Linked DNA regions of Mus musculus: regions 1 and 3 are each linked to region 2. Evidence: chromatin contacts called from public HiChIP or PLAC-seq data. All regions are on one chromosome and are shown on one strand. Each heading gives the region's core, a stretch centred on a gene start, on an enhancer-like site or on the middle of the called end of the contact. The rest is flanking DNA. Distances are from core to core; before and after follow the strand shown.

What was found. HiChIP or PLAC-seq counts read pairs in DNA pulled down with a chosen protein or histone mark.
Region 1: a contact with region 2 is called in an H3K4me3 HiChIP or PLAC-seq map of embryonic stem cells, with 3 times the contacts expected there. The contact joins the promoter of Tnfaip8l3 here to the promoter of Dnaja4 in region 2. A contact is called at or near these places in 3 of 39 promoter capture datasets (liver, pre-B cells and stem cell-derived epiblast-like cells) and 1 of 115 datasets of contacts at active chromatin or transcription factors (embryonic stem cells).
Region 3: a contact with region 2 is called in an H3K4me3 HiChIP or PLAC-seq map of embryonic stem cells, with 4 times the contacts expected there. The contact joins the promoter of Elmod1 here to the promoter of Dnaja4 in region 2. A contact is called at or near these places in 4 of 39 promoter capture datasets (embryonic stem cells, frontonasal cranial neural crest, pre-B cells and 1 more), 2 of 484 Hi-C or Micro-C datasets (embryonic stem cells and epidermal suprabasal cells) and 2 of 115 datasets of contacts at active chromatin or transcription factors (embryonic stem cells and forebrain).

The regions. Positions count from the first base shown.
Region 1 is chr9:54,067,026-54,071,457 of GRCm38.p6, forward strand. Tnfaip8l3 (tumor necrosis factor, alpha-induced protein 8-like 3) reads right to left here and starts at 1,386. Exons shown (of 2, transcript NM_001033535.3): 1 at 1,194-1,386. The coding sequence starts at 1,245.
Region 2 is chr9:54,697,555-54,702,254 of GRCm38.p6, forward strand. It overlaps Dnaja4 (DnaJ heat shock protein family (Hsp40) member A4), which reads left to right and starts at 2,005. Exons shown (of 7, transcript NM_021422.4): 1 at 2,005-2,306. The coding sequence starts at 2,175. Gm46113 (a long non-coding RNA gene) reads right to left here and starts at 1,166. Exons shown (of 2, transcript XR_001779175.2): 1 at 231-1,166.
Region 3 is chr9:53,972,439-53,977,258 of GRCm38.p6, forward strand. Elmod1 (ELMO/CED-12 domain containing 1) reads right to left here and starts at 2,863. Exons shown (of 11, transcript NM_177769.4): 1 at 2,587-2,863.

The DNA.
Region 1 (4,432 bases), core at 136-2,635, 630 kb before region 2:
CCAGGGAGCCTACCTACTCTAAGTGAAGACCAAAGCCACCTGGAGCTGGGAGAGGTTTGACCCAGGGCCCAAAGCAGAGAATCTGGACCTCTGCAAAATGGAGATTAAAAAAAAAAAAGGTATAAACAAAACCCAAAAACATTTGGCTAGATGCTATCTTACCCTGATTCTTGAACACACGTTCCCTATACCAGCACCCGGTCTAGTAGACCTTCCCGAACTGGTCTCCACTCTTGGCACTCAGGTGTACCCTTGGGAAGTGTGAGGACCTGACTGTGTACAGGTTTGTGCTAGGAGACTCCCAACAGACAGTCATGGCCTGGTCTGTATGGCAAGCAAACTTTCAAGGCGTGCTGGGTGCACAGAAGGATGACTGTAGGTAGAAAGTGAGTGGTCCTGGACCCTGCACTCCAGGGAGGGGCCTGAAGGGCGAAGCCTGCAGGTGGAGGTTGGGTGAGTATGGAGGAAAATAGACCTTGGGTTGTGGGCAGCTTCCTCCTGTTGCTCAGTACTGAGGAGATACAGAAAAGGACATTCATTTCTCTAAATAAGCATCCTCCTATCCTATTGCTTGCATTCCTATTGATTATGGATGGAAAGCCGGTGGCACCTTTTAAAGGGGAAGGCCGGCAGCTCTGCGGGTCACTTTGGGGCCGCTCCTGGGGGTCCACCTCCCGCTAGCCACGCCACAGGAATGGATTAGCACTTCTGCACCCGCTTGCCCAGCAGTCTCGGAACCTCAGACATTAGCCCAGGCAGGAGCCCTGATCTACCCAGGAGTCTTTTCTTTCCACCGACTCTGAAGCGTGGTCTCACCGCCCCAGGATGGCAGACTAAGCAGCACATGGGAAGTTACTTCAGTTCGGTTTCCACTGCAAATTACAAGGCACAGATATCTCAAGCCCTCCTTTCCCCCCACCCCCACCTTGCAGTGCGCCCCAAGGCTTCCGCTGGAGACCCTGCCACTTTTCGATCGATCCACGGGCAAAATGTCCCTCCTGTCTCTCCGACACACCTAAGTGCAGTGGTGTGGGAGGACGCCTCAAACCAGTCCCCAGTCTCAGCATGGAAGGGTTCGGGCTGCTGGGGACCGGCCTTCTGCCCCACCGCTCCAAGAAATACTCTCGATTTCCTGCACTGGCCTCCCCTCCTCTTTAACCCCAGCCCTCCCGGCAGGGTTGCCCCCTCGCTACCTGCAGCAGTCCCGGGCTCGCCCTCGCTCTGCTCTCCAGAATCTGAATCCATACTGTGGGCTGCCGCCCGCGCATCCACCACCGCCCGCCTGCGGGGCGCTCCTGGCTCGGGTGGACGCGGCACACACGGTATGGGCTGCAAAGAGTCTGGAGCCCGGGCGGTGCAGAGTGGGCAGTGTGTGGCCAGACACTAGGGCCAGGGGGCGGCTCCGAAGAGGCCAAGCCTGCTCCAGTGGCCCGCCCGCCGCCCGCCAGTGCCTGCACGCGAGGGTAGAGTCCGGGTGCGGGGAGGGGGGGGGGGAGTGAGGGGGTGCTGGTGGCGAGTAGGGTGTAGGGAAGGAGAGGAGGAGTGTCCAGTGCTCCTGGCTGGGATTAAATAGCCCAGGTTCCTCTACACCCAGAGCCCTGGTCTGGGAGCCTGGTGAGCTGGTGGGGGGGAGCCAGGACGCTCCTTCTTTGGGTGTGGCAAAGTTTGCAAGATTGTTTAAGTACAAATGCACCTCTCTGCCCACTGAAAAAGGTGTATTGTTAGGTTTAAGGTTGTGAGGCTGCACGAGTTTTAGTTCCACTTCACCACTTGGATCCTTTTTGAGGAAAATCTGTGTGTCTGTTACCTCGTGTTGGGAGGGGAGCGAACAGTCTTGCAGGAATTTTGTGGGAAGTATAATGCCGGCTCCCCTGTGAAGGAACAAGCAGCCAGCCTGTCGCCTGGTGAGGAAATAAACAACTAGTCAGGTAGAGATAACTCCCGCAGTTCAGACTCCTCTCGCTGTGGGCGTGGCTTGTGGAGCTGGTTCTGAGAGCTGGGTGAGCGCCCAGCCTGATTTGGCCTGGAAGGCTGGACCCGCCCTGCCAATCAAGCTGCCAAGCCAAGTTTTGCCTCCAGCTCAAGAGGCATGAATTGATTTTTAGAACGTTTTCTTTTCTGGGGAGATGGCCTAGTGGGTAAGAACGCTTGGTGTTCCAGCGTGGGGGAACTGAATTAAAAAGCCCTGCATGGCCCCTACAGGTGCCTGTAAGCCCCGTGGAGGGCAGCTACAGGAGGATTTCTGGGACTTACTGGATGTCAGCCTAGCTCCAGGTTCAATGAGAGATCCTATGTGAAGGGAGTGAAGAATGTTGGACACCTGATGGCCTCCTCTGGCCTGAGAGCTGGAGAGGAACCGTTTCTTGCTGATGGGGTTAAAGGCAAAGTACAAAGGCTCTCAACATCCCCTTTCACTTTCTTTTTCACAAAAGCAATTTATTAACTAATCAAGCGGCCAAGGCAGGAAGGAGAAACACCTAATGGGAAAGTGGTCACTGTTGGTTTCTGAGTATCCATGAGCTTTCATGTATTCCTCTATTATAGGCTTTGAAATTCACGAAGCCGCAAGCCTGCTTCTCATTACTATAAACTTCCTACAGCAATTGCAAACTATTGACCGGAGAGAAAATTAATCAGGAAGAGAACGCCCACTTAAAGGTGCTAGATTCCCAGTGTATCCTCTGAGCACTCATTTTGTCTGAACTAACACCCAGAGATGCGTTAGGTTGAACCATTTGAAATTGTAGTTTGAAGATTGGAAACTGTTGAAATTTGGCTATTGTATAGATTCAACCTATTGTTGACCCCATTTCACATGGCCAGAATCTGGGTCTCAGGTCGTGTGTTTATGAGGGAGGACTGACATCAAGGCTGCCCAGAGTGGGCAACTACTATTTATTGCGGCAGTCCATAGATGTAGACCTCACAGAACACTATTAAAACTCTACTTTACGTTCTAGGAGAAAGTTTCCTGGAAGACCAAACTCAAACTCATTGGCTTTGGTGATAAAAGTTTTATCTATGCAAAAGAAAAAAGAAAAGAAAAACCCCTATATAAAATGTGTATTTGGGGGGAAATGGCCCAACCTCTCTGTCCCCTCCTGCGTTAGCATCTCCTTCACAGTCCCCTGTGAAAGAGTAAAAGTAGCGAGTGTGGAAGCAACTGCCCAACGATAGTACGTTGCTAATGTTTGATAAGGGGGGAAAATAAGTCCTTTGGTCTAATGGATCTCATTTAGAAACAAATAGATAAAAATAAAACCCTAATTTTTAAAAATAAAACCCTAATTTTTAAAAATAAAAGGCAAAAGAGGATGCAAAATTGGATACAAGTTAGAGCTCAGGAAAAAAACCAACTGGGTCATTTCAAATGTTTGCTGAGTTAAAGCTGATAACTCATGCCCACAATTCCAGCGCTGGGAGGCTGAGGCAGGACTGCCAGCCACAAGTTCGAGGTCAGCCTGGGCTGTATAGTGAGTTCCAGGTCAGACTCTTCTGCAAGGCAAGACCCTGCTTCAAAAAATAAATAAGAAAATAATCTTTAAAAGTTTGCTGTAGCCCCATCACAGAGAAAAATGGCAATGATGATGTCACATGACAGAGAATATTGGGCTTACAGGCATTCAGGATGAGGAACATGTGGCTTGGTGCCCAGCATGTTTAAGATGCTGAGTCAGTCTCTAGCACCACAGATCTCTCTCTGTGTCTCTCTCTCTCTCTTTCTCTCTCTGTCTCTGTCTCTGTCTCTCTCTGTCTCTCTGTCTCTCTCTCTCACACACACACACCCCTATCATCTCTAAATACCTACTCTAAATTTAACAACAGGAATGTTTTTTTTGTGCCTTAGACTTTGTTTTCTTGTACTTGGAAGGTGTGTTTTTGTTTTTATTTATCTGTATAAGTTTCATGGGCTGGTGCTTTGTTAGCGTTATGCAGATACAATCAATGTCTAACAGCAAAATAAACAGGAACCTTCTTGTGCCAAGATCAACAGAAAAGTCCTGAGAACACATATTTCCAACGCACATATGTCCATCCATCCCCAGACCTCTTCTGAATACCAGTTTATTTGAGCTCAGAGGTAAATGTTCATGAGTGTAGAGAAGGAAGAACCGATCACAGTGTCTTGAGAAGTCCACGAGACAAGTCTTTACATAGCAATCCCTATTTGGTTAGCTGTTCCCAGTCTCATACTTCTGCATAATGAGACAGATGTAGAATGGAATAGCATATGTGCTGTTAAACAATGGAAGAGAAAGATCCAAACTAAATAACATCTCCATTCTAGTTTCCTATGGAATGCAATCTGTTGTCACAGGACAAGACAAAGGGAACTGATTGCAGGCATAGGAGTTTAAAGAGAAATGTTAACAGAATGCACATTATCTGTGCCTCCAGATGGGAACCCTAGGGTTAGAGAAGGAAGCCCTTA
Region 2 (4,700 bases), core at 755-3,254:
ACAGAAAACCCATCAGTCAGTAATACTATGCTGGGTGACGCACAACAGTACACACCTGTAACAACATTTGGAAGGCTAAGAACCCAAGTTTAACTAGCCAATAAACTGAGAACTCTGTTTCTAGGCTCTAACCACACCTGAGCCATCTTTCTCCCATGCCCCTCCTACCAATGCCACTGGTCCACAGAACTGAATCTGGGTAGAGCCGTGAAGCTGTGCTGTGTTCTTACCTCTAGTTCCAACACTAGACCCACTTGACAGGGGCCTGCACTCTACCTGGAAGCTCTGTAGTAACTGGGGTGTAGCCTGGAGTTTTAGAAGTTTTCAGATGAGCTAACTGCAATGCCTCCCATCTATAATCCCAGCATTTGGGAGCCTGGGGCAGGAGGATCCTAAGTTTAAGGGCAGTCAAAGCTATGTTGCAAGACCTTGTTTCAAAGGCAACAAAACGGGGGAAAAAAGAAAAGAAAAAAAAATGTTTCTAAGTGAGCAAGCCAGGTTCTTGTCAGGAGCTTTATAGCTATCATTCTCTTTGATCTTTGCAGATGTCCTGAGAGAAAGATGGGCACTTGACAGTGATCATGTCCCAGAAGTGGAGAAATAAGCCCGACGGCAGAGATTTGTGTAGAGAAGACACAGGAAAATGGAGTCACAAATTCCTGACCTCCTGTCCTGAATCTGCCCAAAAGTGACTGTTCTATAGGAGCAAGATCCAGAAAGTGGATTCTCATGTTCCCCGGAAAAGAAGCTAGCGGCTTGGCTTAATTTCTCATGGGTATTAAGTCGTTTGTATCCCTATTGCGCGCATGAAAGAGGAGCTTCAGCCACCAGATCAAAACCCAGGCCAGTGGACTCCAGGGAGCTGGCCAGGGTGGCTTCCTCTCCTGGATAAAGTGTTGCACCACGAGAAGCCTAAGTAGGCCAGAAGGGTCTGCAGTATTCTGATAGCGCTGCAGCAGCAAGTCCACACCCACATGTTTTGAGTAGTCTTAATCGTGGCATCCGTTGAAAGCAGCCTAGAGAAGTAGAAGATTGGACCGCCTGGTCTTGTAGGCTTCAGTGCCCGGTAGAGCTGCAATACTGGTTCGATGGCTCTGCCTTGGCCCATTTGTGCATTGATATGTGTGTGTATGGGGGTGGGGGTGGGGTGGGGATTCCCACTCCTGAAAAAAAAGAGAGATCACTGCTCATCCTTGAAAGACTTGGAAATAATGTCACTGTTCACAGGTGATAGACGTCATCACTGCTCACAGCTGGGAAACGTCACTCCTCACCCTTGGGGTACTTATGAGGTTTCCAGCTGTGGGCAATAGAGAGGCCAGTGTCCAAACTCAGGCCACCTAAAGGCCACTGTTCACATCTTCAAAGGCTAATGGTCACCCAGCCTTCAAGATGCCTAGGGGGAACCAGCCACCGCAGGATCTCGACGCCACCACAGAAGGCAGCCATTCACTCCAACACCCCCCAAAATGCAACAATCCAAGGCAGACCCCAGAGCACACCCCCGCAGTGACCGAACAGAAGGGGGCCACACCCCGAGGCAGAGGCCGGGTGGGGTCCGCGCGTCCGCTGACCTCCCAGTCCAAGCTCTCCTCTGCCCAGGGTTCGCGCACACGAGGCCCTCCTGCAGGCCATCGGATCCCAGAGCGACCCAACCCCGCGGACCCACGCAAGGGCAAGGGGACGGCCTCGGGGCGGCGTGACAATCGGCAGCGAACGACTTCCACCACGAAGCCCGAAACCTCCACGCCGAAGCCCCCCACCCCCGAGCACCCCAACATGGCCCGTGGCGGCAGTCAGAACTGGAGCTCCGGGGAGTCGGACGGCCAGCCAGAGGAGCAGACTTCAGAAGAGAACGGGTGAGCGCGCGCGCCCGGCCGGAGGACCGAGCCCCGGAGCCGCCGGAACCTCCGCGAACGTTCTGGGCCTATGTGGCGTCACGCCTCCTGGCGGAACCTTCCGCCGGCGCCGAATAAAAGCCGGCGGCGGAGGTACCGGCGGCTCGAGTGCGGCGGTGCCGGGAGCGCAACTGGGTCCCGGGCTCACGCTCGGGACGGAGCCCCGGGAAGCGGCCGCGACCGAGACGGTGACGCGCAGGCCGGCGTCGGGGGCACGGGCCGGGGGCGTCGGGGGCGCGCTGACCCGCTTCGTCCGCCCCACCCCGCAGAGACAAGATGGTGAAGGAGACCCAGTACTATGACATCCTGGGGGTGAAGCCCAGCGCGTCCCCGGAGGAGATCAAGAAGGCCTATCGGAAGCTGGCGCTCAAGTACCACCCGGACAAGAACCCGGATGAGGGCGAGAAGGTGCGGGGCCCCGCGGGGTGTCGGGGTTACGGGAGGACCCGGGCTGTGAATTATTGAAGGCGACGCAGAGGCTCTCTCCAGGAGCCGCGCCAGCCCGAGGGAGGCCGCGGGGCGCAGTCAGTCGGGGGCACCTAGCAAGGCTAGGTGCGGGGCGCCAGTGCCAGCAGCCATCCGCACCTTCGTTCGCTCTACAAGTGTTTCTGGAGCCCCTGCTTCCGGGCTGTGAGGACCCTGACGGGGATCCGTGCTGACCTCTGGGAGCACAGCTCTCTGAGGCAGCCCTGGCATTCCTGTGGGAGAAGACACCGGCAAACCAGAAACCCTGGCACCGGTGAACAGAAGCTATGTGCTTGTTGGGGACCCCCCCCGGCAGCGAAATATTGTGTTTCTGTTCCGCGTGTTGCATAAGCCCTAGGGATGAGTTCCTGTGATCTGACTTGTACCTTAGACAAACCCAGCGTCCCTCTTGAGAGGGACTGAGTGGATATGATCTGTGAGGGCCACCTCCTGCCTGATACAGTTTTCAGACACGGAATCATCACTTTTTTTGTCGTTATTAATCAGGGGTGCAGAAGTCTGTAACCCGACACATCTGCTTATAGTGAGAACTCCAGGTTTCCTGTGACAAATGACCCACGGTTGACCATAAGTACTGACAGATAATAGGCTGAAGTGCTCTGCAACTGGTGTCCTAATTTGAACCTTTTCCATCCTGTTTACAGAAATAAGGCATTCTTCATTTTGTTCCCAAAGCGGAAATGGCCCACCTGAATAGGAGACTCAAAGTACCAGCCATTGCAAGGAGAGTTGGCTAGCTAGTCTGTTTCACTTCTTGTCGTTTAAGAAAACAAAACAAACCCCCAAGGAAACCAAACAAAAAACCCACTTTGGCTGCCCCAGATGAATCTGGGGAGCCAGCGCCATGGTGGGAGCGCATAGCAGTCACACCTGGATCACTTTTGGAGCCGCTGATCACCCTGTCTAGCATTTAGACCTGGGGAAATGACACTCGGATCAAAATACCTGTCTGCATTAGTAATTCCAAGCTGGAGCAGGCAGACTGCTGAAGGTTGGCTGTGGCAGCAATGATAGAATATTTATATTTAGCCACATGTGCCGAATGAATGTGGCTGTCACAAGTTTAGAATGCCTCCCTGTAAAGACCATTATACCCATTTGTGTCCCTTCTCGTCTATATTTAGGTGGCTTACTGTAGCTTTTTAAGTCACCAGCTTTCTGTGTTGTGTTGGTGATTCACAGACTTGTTCAGTTCAGTTACAGATCGCTGACCTTTTTTGATATTTTTGTGTGTATGGGTATTTTGCCTGGATATATCTTTGTGTACCACATGCCTGCCTGGTGCCCTTGGAGGCCAGAAGAAGGTGTTGAATCCTCTGGAACTTAAGTTACAGATGGTTGTTACATTGGTGCTAGGAATCAAACCTTGGTCCTCTGAAAGAACAGCCATTTCTCCATCCCTCCATCTCTCCATCCTGCAGACACTTCTTTAAGGATAGCCTCAAGGCTTCTCACTTGTCTTCTGTTTCAGAAGGCAACTTGGGGGAAAGCCTTCCCCTCTGGTCTCATGTCACACCACAGTCACCAAGAGGTGGTCCCTGCTGTTTGCTTCCCATCTGAAATGAGAGTGCTTTTGCTGTGGCCAAGCTTTAAGAGCAGATTTTATTTGCCCTCTTCGCACAGCATGTAGTTCTCACCACCTACACACCTGCCTGGGCAGGTTATTTGCCCTTCTTTTAAACTAATATTTATTTCCAGCCAGGTACCCAAGGTAGTATCACATAACTAATTCTTTTATAAAGTAAGATGTGGCAGGTCCCTCTTTCTTTGCTGGGAGGAGGGCAATGTGAACCCACTGTCACAAATACACTTCCCTCCCTACTTTCCATGAAGGGGTGACCCATTTTCTCTAGTTTTTTTGTTTGTTTTTTGTTTTTTGTTTGTTTTTAAACTAAGCCATCTTGGCAGAGGTCACCCCTGACCACAGACTGCATAACTAGCCTTCAACCTTATCTTATCGTGATGACTCTTAGTGGTCTGATGCCTGTTCCACTTAAAGGCATGAATGATTCTAGCAATGCCCTATAGATGCTAAAATGTTTGTTGGCTGGCTGAGTAACAAGGTCAGAAGAAACAGACTTTAATTCTTTAATTCCATGTGTAATCAGGAGAACTCTCAGAAGTGGGAGGGGAGGGCACAGTGAAGAGGAACTGGAGGGGTATGGATTGCAAATCTGAGGGGACGAGGACACTAGGGACAGTTTGTGGAAACGGCTATAGAATTCCCCAGAGAACTATTGATCATTCATTCACACACCAAACAGCTTCTCTTTTGATCCTGCAACATGCTGGGCACACCATGAAGGCTTTTCCAGG
Region 3 (4,820 bases), core at 1,613-4,112, 720 kb before region 2:
CACCTCACACTTCTGGCAAAGCAACTCCTACATAAGTTGATGTAAATCCATCCCTAGTCCCTGTTTCTTCTCATCTTTGGATTCTTGGCAATTCCCACAGAACCTAACAAGAAGTATTTGGCAAATATGTGCAGAACAGAGAATCCCCACTTTCAGGCATGAGTTACTCTCTATAGCTCAAGAGCTGAGCTTGCCCCAGATTGTCTGCAGAACAGCATATGACTTCTGCTCCACTTTGTTTTTTCAACCCATAAGTGACCCAAAAAGGGAGGAAAGAAATGTTTTCATTATAGGGTTTCCAGAAGAAAAAAAAGTCTTCCCAATCCAAACTAAATTTCAGAGAAACAACTAATAATTTTAAAAGTATAATTCCAAGTATCATAGTGACATATTTAAATTCAAACAGTATCTGCTGCTGATTTGAAATTAAAATTTAGTGAAGCAACCTAAATTTTTATTTGCTAAATCCAACAACTCTAAAAATGATTAAAAAAAAAAAAAAACCTTGGAGGATGTGGGGTCAGCTTCATTGACACACCTGGGAGTTGTGTCTGAGCTCTGCAAACTTCCCAATTAGCCAGATTTTTACATCTGTGAACGCAGCTGGGTTTATTTCTGAGCGGTTTGGTGACTTGCTCTAGGAGATGTTGCCTGTTACATAATAGTTCCCTTATTTTGTTAATTCTATAGAAATGGAATTCCTTTATAATACCACCTATCAATGATTTTTCAGCACAATAGCACAGACATGTGACGCTGGTGTCAAAATCTCTTGGAAAGCTAGCATTCATATATGTTTTAGTTGAATCAGCAAGACACAATAGAGAAAAGGAGCAAATTTTCATTTCAGTTTTTTTTTTAAATCTTCATTAATTGAACACAGCAACACACACTGACCTCCGACTGGGAGAAGCAGCCTGGCAGGCGGAGGTGGAGCCTGTGATGTAACTGCGGTAGGTCTCTGTAGGAAGGACCTTTCCTAAATATGAAGCCTAAGTATGCAAACTGAAGCCCCTCCGCCTCCTCCTTGTGTGTGCAGACTTGCAAGAGAGAATTACTGTCTCTCTTATTCTTCACAAGAAGGCTTGAGTTCTTGGCCAACAAAAGAATTCCTTATAGATGGGTCAAGATTACCTATGTGTCTCCCACACACCTGGGGTTGGGCCGGGGGAGCTGACTGTCTGTAAATCCACCTTAGGATACTGACAACTAGGCAGTGTGTCAGTTTACTGGTTAATTGTGATGGCGCAACACGAGTTACGTAGTTCAAAGCGTAAGTCTGCTACAATCCAAAAAGTGCCCTGAAATAAAACATTATTTTGCTGTTTTTAACCTCAATGTCTTACAGAGAAAGCACTCATCTTTTCCCATAAGAGAGGGTAAGAAGAAATATCTCCTAAGGGTGAGGAAAAACAAAAATGTGTGCCTTTGGCAAAATTTCAACCAGATTGATCTCAAATGAAACTTCTAGGGAGAGAATGACCAAGACTGTTGTTACTCCGTGTTGTCATAAGACAACAAGGAACTATGACGTTTATTCCAATGTAGGCATGCTACTACCTGCTTTCCACCATATTGGCAATAGCAGTTAAGGACGGTTGTCAAGCGACCGACACAACATGCACACACTGCTGAGATGCAGAACAAAGCCTGGGTGGCTGCCTAAAATCGGTCTCTCCAAATGACAGCCCCAATTTATGACACCAGTCTAAGGCTTGCGGGGATTTGCGACGTCTTTTTCTCTGTTGGTGGGGAAGAAAGAGATGAAATTTGGAGAGCTCCAAGCAGTGGCCTGGGCTTCCATCTGTTTGTGCGGGGCAGAAAGGCTTACACACATATTCATTAAACTTGATCTGAAGCGAGCGAGTCTGTGAGGTCGTTTCTGAAATATTCATAAGGTCTGTTACCGGACTCGCCACTTAGAGGTTGAGCAGAAACACGACGAGGGGGAGCAGTTGGTGCCCACACTTGGAAATAAAGGCACTAGGAAAAACAGCACACCTCGCTCCACTGTTCCTGTTTTAACAGCTCCTCACGGCTGCTCTCCGCCCGCCTGTTCAATTGCACCTGCCCAGGAGATGCTCCAAGAGTGGAGTTTCCTGGAGTAGAAGGAGGTGCGCTCGCCAGCCCTGCAGACCTGGCTCAGGGTGGAGGCTCAGAGACCTCTGGTTTACAGCTCTGCCACTCTGCCGCCTGGCACCGCCCCGGGGCCTGACCGGCAGGACAGAGGGCTCCTTAGGGGCCAGGACCCTCCACTTGCCCCAGCCAGGCCGCTCTTTGTTCCCGCTTGGGATTCCTCCCTAAGCACCAGCAGTGGCGTTCAGTCGCTAGGCGACCTGCGCCCCAGGGACGCAAACAGCTTCCAGCGCTGACCCGCAGCGCCGCGGGTTGTTATTTCCCGGCTCACGATGAGAAAGAGGATTTAGTCTTGGGTGACTCGGGCGCTCCGGCACCCAGGTAGTGCGCACTTTCATTCACGTCCCCTCACTGTCCCCATTTATTTTGTACCCTACACACACAGGTCAGCTGCCACCTCTCTTTTTTCCAAGGGCATTCACCCTTGGCTCCTCTAGGGTCGCGACTCACCGGAGCAGAGACAGTGGTGGGCTCAGCAGCTCTGGGATCGCAACAGTGTGGTCTCCATCTCCGCCTTCGCTCCTGCTACGCACTAGCGACCGTGATCGCCGCGGCTGGTCCCCGAGCGGATGCTGGACAGAGGCGGCCGCGGCTGCCGCACTGGCTGCGGGCGCGGGAGGGGCGGGGGCGGGGCGGGAATCTGGGTCGCGTGGAGCCCTGCAAGCCGGGTTGCACCCTGGGCAGCGGGCAGAGAGGAGGCGACCGAGAGCAGCTGGGGAGGGCGTGCAGAGGTTTCCCTGGGAGCAAGACGCTGGCGGCTACTGAGCATGCTCAGTCGCGGAACCCCGGGGCGCGGGCGCGGCGGGGAGGAGTGAGCTCAGGCCCCCGCGCCAGAATGTGGGAAGAAAGGGTTAAAACTGCGCACTTGGCCGCAGTGGCCTAGTTTAACTGTGCAGGAGTCAGAGTCGACCACCCCTAAAGAAGTCCAGGGTTGTGAACCTGGGAAGACCTGTCAGTGGGATTCCTGAAGAATCTAGGGCAAGGAATGTTCTCCAGTTCCTCTGAGGTGGATTATCCAGAAGGCAAAGTTTGTTTTTAGTTTATTTGTTTTTTTACCTCCTCCCAATTCAGATACCCAACCCTCACTTGCTTTCCTGTGTGTTCTGACTCCCCCCAGGCATCCCCTTCCTCTCTTGATTCTTGGACAGGTCAGGTGAAGTTGTCAAAGAGCCAGTTCTTTAATTAGGTGTAACTGAGAGCCCCGGTGGGTCTTCCCTGGCCCAGGCCTGTGTTTCATCGAGGGTTTCATAAACAACAGCTCATTACAAGTTTAAGTATAATGGGATAAATTATAGATATCCTGGTCTGCAATTATTTGGGGGGAACACTGCCTTCTTGCAGTGGAATGGCTGAACTCCCGAACACCCACACCCTTCCTCAGTCCTATTTTCGGTTTTATGTAGAACGTCTTCATAGATAAGAGTTTCCGAACAACACAGGGAAACTGACTTCTTCAAAAGGCTTTGATTTTGCTCGTGGTGTTCCGATCTTCTGGTTTACCTTACCCTTTCCGTTCCCCTTCATGACGACCTACTCACTCTCTGTGATCAATGTTACCTTCTCTGAAACGTGGCTGCAATACAAGTTAATGCCTGGCTGTCAGAGATCATCTGGACACGCTGCTGTCACATAGTAGAGTTGGTTACTGCTGTATAAGAAGGTCAAACAACCAAGCCAACTGTTTTGTGCAGGCACGGAACAATGTGCTGAGAAAACAACAACAAATAAGACAGACAGGTTTTTCTCCTCAGAGAATTTACAATCTGTTGAAAACGACAGGCAAGCCAGAATGGCGGCAGCACTTGGGAAGCAGAGGCAGGTGGATTTCCTGAATTTGAGGGCAGCTTGGTCTACATAGTGAGTCCAATAACAATCACAAAACCAGAGAAAGGCAACAAATACCTAAAATGGAGAGTATTATCAAGAATAAAGGTCAAGTTGTTTTTGACTTTGTGTTACCCATCAAATGAATCTACCGAGACTTGACTTATCTCTGAAACAATGGATAATAATATTAATAATGGCCTCAGGCTAACCAAAATGTGTGGGTCCTTGCTAGTCTGTTGTTAAACCATTGATTTTTTCCCCCTTTCATTTGATTCCATCAGCTAAAACTGTTCTAATCTCAAATTATTTGTAGGAAGAACTTGCCATCCCAAGTAATGAGTAGGAGGCGTGTGTTGTGGGAGACAGAGCAGTTGTATTGTATCTATTATCTAATTGGAGGAACAGTATTTGTTAAATGGCCAAAGTCAACCGAGATTCCCAAATCTCATGAGTCTCTTCTCATGTATTATCTGTATTTACAGAAATAGTTATTCTCCAAAATATATCATTTGACTCATTGCACCTTCCTGCTGTCTGGATTGTGTAAGTATTTCGCTCGATCCTGTTGTTGTCTGAGCTTAAGAACCAGCTCTCCTGAAGCTTGTTTGATTATGGGTGTCCATGATGACTAATGACTAACCACTTTGACACTGTATAATGTGGGCACCTCCAGGGTTAGATCTCATTCATCTTTTTATTAAAGAACTTAGCAGATGACTAGTGGGTGGGGGATCCTCAGTGAGTTTACCGACTACAGGAATGCTGGGCCTTCCGACCACATTCTTTTTAACAGGTCTTCCTAGTAACCGTGGAATAAATTCCACAATCATGACACTTAACTTGGCCCTTGCCTGGTC